2 separate regions of the Athene noctua genome follow, and region 2 is linked to region 1. Evidence: chromatin contacts called from public Hi-C data. All regions are on one chromosome and are shown on one strand. The core of a region is the stretch at or near the end of the contact, and the rest is flanking DNA. Distances in the headings are between cores, read along the strand shown. Region 1 holds the start of PPEF1 (protein phosphatase with EF-hand domain 1). Region 2 holds the start of CDKL5 (cyclin dependent kinase like 5).

What was found. Hi-C and Micro-C count contacts between places; a contact is called where the count stands out from the background.
Region 2: a contact with region 1 is called in a Hi-C map of heart, with 2.7 times the contacts expected there. The contact joins the promoter of CDKL5 here to the promoter of PPEF1 in region 1. A contact is called at or near these places in 2 of 2 Hi-C or Micro-C datasets (heart and liver).

Annotation. Positions count from the first base shown.
Region 1 is chr1:179,259,376-179,262,009 of bAthNoc1.hap1.1, reverse strand. PPEF1 (protein phosphatase with EF-hand domain 1) reads left to right here and starts at 1,332. Exons shown (of 17, transcript XM_074906542.1): 1 at 1,332-1,684. TRNAV-UAC (transfer RNA valine (anticodon UAC)) reads right to left here and starts at 1,337; the gene lies at 1,265-1,337.
Region 2 is chr1:179,422,992-179,425,625 of bAthNoc1.hap1.1, reverse strand. CDKL5 (cyclin dependent kinase like 5) reads left to right here and starts at 1,327. Exons shown (of 17, transcript XM_074906597.1): 1 at 1,327-1,441.

The sequences.
Region 1 (2,634 bases), core at 83-2,582:
AAGGCTTGCATGTGCAAAACGAGACAACATGTTATAACTCACAAGTTAAACTGCTCTGAGGCAAGCTGAGATTGGTTCTTTCTTTCCCAATTAATAAAAACGATACACACAGTACAGGGGAAAACAAGGACAAAGTTAACTGTGCTTGTTAGCTGTGCACTGTGAAAAGCACTGACCTCCCCTCAGCACTCAAACACTTCTCCAAACACAGAGGTGAAAGCAACAGTGCTCCAGTCAGCCCCGGTGAGACCTCTCCTTGGGGATGTGTCAGGCTGCAGCCTTCACCACGGCCACGTAGGTGCTCGCATGCCCTTGGCCCTGCCTGGGAGGAGGCACAGGCCACTGCTTCTCCCTGCTGCCACCATGGCTGCCTCTGGTCTCAGCAATCCCCTTGGTTACCCAGCTGAGGGACCATAGTAAGGTGGGGATCCCTCACCTGTGCTGGCGGGGAAAGGCTGCTCTCGTAGGTGGCATTCAGCTGTGCCGAGGACAAAACCTCTGACCCATGGCAGGGAGAGACCCTGTCTGCACCTCACCACAGCAGCCAGCCCAAGCCTGTTACACCTGGGGCCCAAAGGAAGACACACAATGGCCCCAAACGGCCCGTAGATCGAGCAGGCTTAAAAGGAGGGGCAACACTCTTTTATTAGGCTTCCAACTGCCCGTCCCCCTGCCCAGGTGACCCGCAGCTCAGCAAGGCCTCGTCACAGAGGCCCACAGCCCCTGTGCCACTGTGGTCCTCCCCTCCACACCCAAGGCTGGGGGGCTACCGGCCACTATGAAATGGCGCCCAGGGAGTACAGTATGGTGAGCGGCCAGATTAAAAACTTGTAAATCCTGTCCTGCACTGCTGTGCTAGGCAGGCAGGTGGAGAGAGCGCCCACTGCTTCAGCACCTCAGAGCGCTGGCTCGAGCCAGCCCTCACTGAGTCTCTGCATTTTGTTTGACGTTATTGCAGAAACGGAGCTTTTTAGGGGAAAAAAGCAACGGCTGCAGGGACACTGTCTATAGTATGTTCATAGTCTGAAATATGTGCTATTGCACAGGGCCCGTAGAAAGGATGCTGCAACGCCAATATTTCCTGCCGGAGGGGCTTTTCTGCTCTCCTTGCACAGCACAGCTCCTCCTCTGCCGCAGGCTGGCCCCGCCGCACTTACTTTCAGTGTTTATGGGGCTGCCCGTCTTGGGGAGAAAAGAAGCAAACCGAGCCTCATCGCAAATGACGTGAGACTGAAAGTAAACACAAAAACGACGCGGCCGCTGCTGGTTCCACTGGGGCTCGAACCCAGGACCTTCTGCGTGTAAAGCAGACGTGATAACCACTACACTATGGAACCGCCACGTTAGCCGTGCGCGGCGGCACTGCCCCTATCGACGAGACGCCGCGCGCCTCCTCCCGCGCCGCCCCCGCGCGGGCCGCCGTTGGGCGCGCGGCGGGCCGTTGGGGCACCGCTCCGGAGGGCGGGAGTGCCGGCCAGCTCCCCGCAGCTGCACCCCCCGCGCTTTTATTGTCTGGGGAGTTTTTGTGGTTTCTTTTTTTTTTTTTTTTTTAAGTTGCTGGTTAATTAAAAATGTAGTCATTAAAGCATTATCTTAACGCGTTTTCTGCCCCTCAGATAGCTCCAGAGGAGCAGTGAAGGGGGTAAATCACTTTACCAGCTGTGCCGCTGTGGGGAAGCCCAAGGTAAACTGCTTTTGTGCGGGTGCTGTAGGAGTGTCTCCGAGCGTTCGGGCCTTTCAGCTGGCGGCCTCGGGCCCAGGTCTGCCCCACCAGACCCGGCCCAGAGAGGCGGGTAATGCACCTGGAGGGCCCCGGTCCTGACGCTGCGTTTCGTGGGTGCTGCGAGCGCTCCCTTCGGTACGTCCTTGCTGGCAGGCTGTGCGCCCCTAAGGTGATCACCTCCAGCCCCACTTGGGAAATAGCTGGCAAGCCCCTTCCTGCGCATCCTGCTGCTCCTGTGCTCGCATTAACTGGAGAACGGAGGTCGTTGCCTTGGTGCATTTCCCCTCGGTACCCTGCAGGTTGACCAAAGCATGGCAGAGGCAGGCTGAGCGCCGTGAGAGGTGCAGCAACACCCCAGCCGCTTCGGGGCGGCCTGGCCGCGTGGATTTCGTGGAAATCAGTCGGGCGCTGCACCGCTTACTGCATAGCGTTTTCAGCGCTCTTCGCGGTGGGGGAAGAAGGTGTAGGTGATGTCCTCGGTGCAGGAGACGGTGTGTAGAGACAGCACAGCCTGAAGTATGTCCGTGTCAGTAATGACCATTAGGAAGCTGTCGTGTGGTGCCCAATGGATCTGCGAAAGTTAACCATTTATCCCCTCAGACACAGCACGGGACACCCTAATCGGTGTTTTTAAAACGAGACGTGAAAGCAAGACCTTTCGCTTTCTAAACTCCACCTCGAGAGCGTCGAGAATTTTCCTTTACACGCAGGGTGGAGGCCCTGAAAGCGGACCTTCCCCCCTCGCCCTCCTTCCCACCCTGCCACACCTCGTCGTGTAGCACGTAAAGCCCGCGAGTGCCTGCGGCAGGGGACCGGAGCGGCTGCGGGGGGCGGCCCGGGCCGCTGGGCGGGGCTGCGGCCGGCTCCCGTTGCGGTACGGCATTGCCAGCAGGGGGCGCCCCGCGCCCGCG
Region 2 (2,634 bases), core at 78-2,577, 160 kb before region 1:
AATGCATTAGGTGTGCTCCTGGAGCACCTCTGCCAGTTGAGCTTCATCCAAAAGGGATCTACTTCATGCACTCCCAACACCACTCCACACTGAATCAAAGCACTGTAAGCAGAGATGATGACAGGGTTTACTTCAACAATGTATCCCTGATCCAAACTAAAACATTTAAGTGCCCTGAGGCTCATGAAGCAGTCTGTGTGGAACAACAAACGAAAATGAGGAGCCTGATTTTTATGCACTGAAGTACCTTAAGTTCTCTTATCTGTGTGGTTTATTTTAAGGTTCATATCCTTACAAAAGAAATACACTTTTGGTTAGTGTTAGATTAGCAATACCCAGCCATCGCTGAGTCTTACTGCATGTTATGTCCAGTGGGCTTCATAACATTTTTCTAATTTAAACAACCATTGAAGCATACCAAAATGGGAGCTGAGTTCAAGCATCCATAACTTGTAGAACTGCTCTTTACCATGATGCATGTGATATTCGATGTTTTGCTGAAAGTGGCAGCTGAACACGACTTTAGTTTTTAACTGTATTTTTCATTTGTTTGAACAAAGCTAGAAAGCGCAAGGCTTACAGGCACCAGCAACAGAATCTGCAAGTTGAGATTATGGTTTTGTAAAGGCTGGAGAAATGCTTGAGTGCTGGAAACGTTTTCACCGTTTCAGGAGCTGGTTTGAAAAAAAAAAGGAGATACTGATTTTTAACATCCCTGCTATCCATCCATCCATCCATCCATCCATCCATCCATCCATCCATCGCAGCAGCTCTTACGGCCCTTCTCCACACCCCCCGCCCCTCATTCCGCACACGGGTGACTAACGGCTCTGCGTGCCGGGGGCGTGGATCAGTTTCCATGCCAAAAAAAAAAAAAAAAAAAAAGCCATCTGTTAGGAGAAATCCCCCCGAACGAAGAGCCACCTGCCGTACGGGGAAGGCCACTGCCCTGCCGAGGGCTGAGCCCCGCACCTCCACCTGCCCCCGCTGCCAGCGGAGGTGTCACTGCTGCCTCCGCTCCTACAGCCGGACACCGCTCAGCTACCGACCGCCGCTGCCCCGACGCGAGCCCCGGAGTCCGCGACGCCCGGAGACCCGCACCCGTCGCTCGGCAGCTGCGAGTCAACCGAACCTGCCGCGAGAGGGGGCGGTGCCGAAGCTAAGGGAGGTGCCATCGGGGGCGGGATTAAGAAGGCTCAAGCCTCGCTTCTATTGGTCAAGGAGGGTGTGGGCGCGGCTCGGGTTCGCTCCCTCCTGTGTCACTGGAGGGAGAAAGTGTCATTGTAGGTTTAGGGGTGGGGCTGGGCGGCTAGTGGTATCGGTTGAGCGCCGCGCTAGGGAGGGACCGCGGCGGGTGGGGGAGCGGAGTGAGGGGGCGGCGGCGGGCCAGTGAGTGCGCGCCGCCGTGTGTAACGAGAGCAGCGGCAGCGCCGGAGCGGAGGTAGGGCAGCTGCGCCGCGCCGGGCGAGCGCCGGGAGGTCGCCCCTTGCCCTCCGCCGCCCTCACCTGTCACCTCCCGGCTGCCGCGGGGGCAGCCCCGCGCCTCGGCTCCCGTCCCTTCCCCCCCGTCCCGCCCCCCGTCCAGCCGCACGACCCCCGCTGCTCGCCACCCACCCTACTCCCCGCTGCCGTCGCCGCCGCTGAGCGGCCGCCGCCCACCCTCCCCCCATCCCGCCGGGAGCCGATTCCTGGCGCTGCCGCGGCGGGCGCGGGGCTGGTGGGTGCCTCCGCCGGCGGGCAGCGCCGCGCCGCGCCCCGCTCCGCAGCCCAGGTGCTCCCGGCCGGCGGCGGGGCGAGGCGGCCGTGCCCGGCGGGGTCGGGCGGCGGCGCGGTGTCCGCTCGCTGCCCCTCTCGGAGGGGGCAGAGCCCGCGGGCGCGGTCCTTCCGCGGTCCCGCCGGCCGCGGTTTCACTGAGGTGCCCGCGGCGGAGCGGGGGGGGGGCGGCGGCGGCGGCCGCCTGTGGGATTCCGCCCGTGGGATTCCGCCCGTGTTCGTTGTCGTGGCTCCCTTGCCCCTCTTCCTCCCTGATACCGGCTTCCGCCTGGCGAGAAGGGCTCGTGGCTTTTTCTATAAAGATACTCCTTAGATTATTGCGATTTGAGGGAGGGAGTGTTTCTCTGTTTTGGTTGGGGGTTTTTTGTGTGGTGGCTTTTTTTTTTTTTTTTAAATTTATTTAATCAGTCGCACTGTTGCTGGGTTTGTGCATTTTCTGTGCCAGTTATGAGAAAATACACTATTTGTTATCGGGTAGGTAGGTGGTGATGGAGAGCATCAGAGGGGACAACACCCAGGAGAGGAGGCTGTTCCTCACTTGGAGCCGCTAGGAAGAAGAGGGATGCCGGGATTCCCATTGCTGGGCTATTCCTTGATTCCGCTCTCAGGTTTCGTTTCATATATTGGTCGGTGAGCAGGGAAAAGTGGGTTGCTATCCTTGGCCTTGAGCGTATGGAAGGGAAAAGGGATTTTTTTTCAAGCAAGGTTTTGTGTGTTTGCAGCAATGCCTCTTCTTGGGCTGGAGGAGCAAGCAGCTCCCTTCCTATTCCATTCTCTTCAGTGTATGTGAGGGCTCTGCGTGCAGTTGCTGCTGCTCAACTACTCCAGCCTCTCTCTCAGAGATCCTCCTCCTGTCTGCAT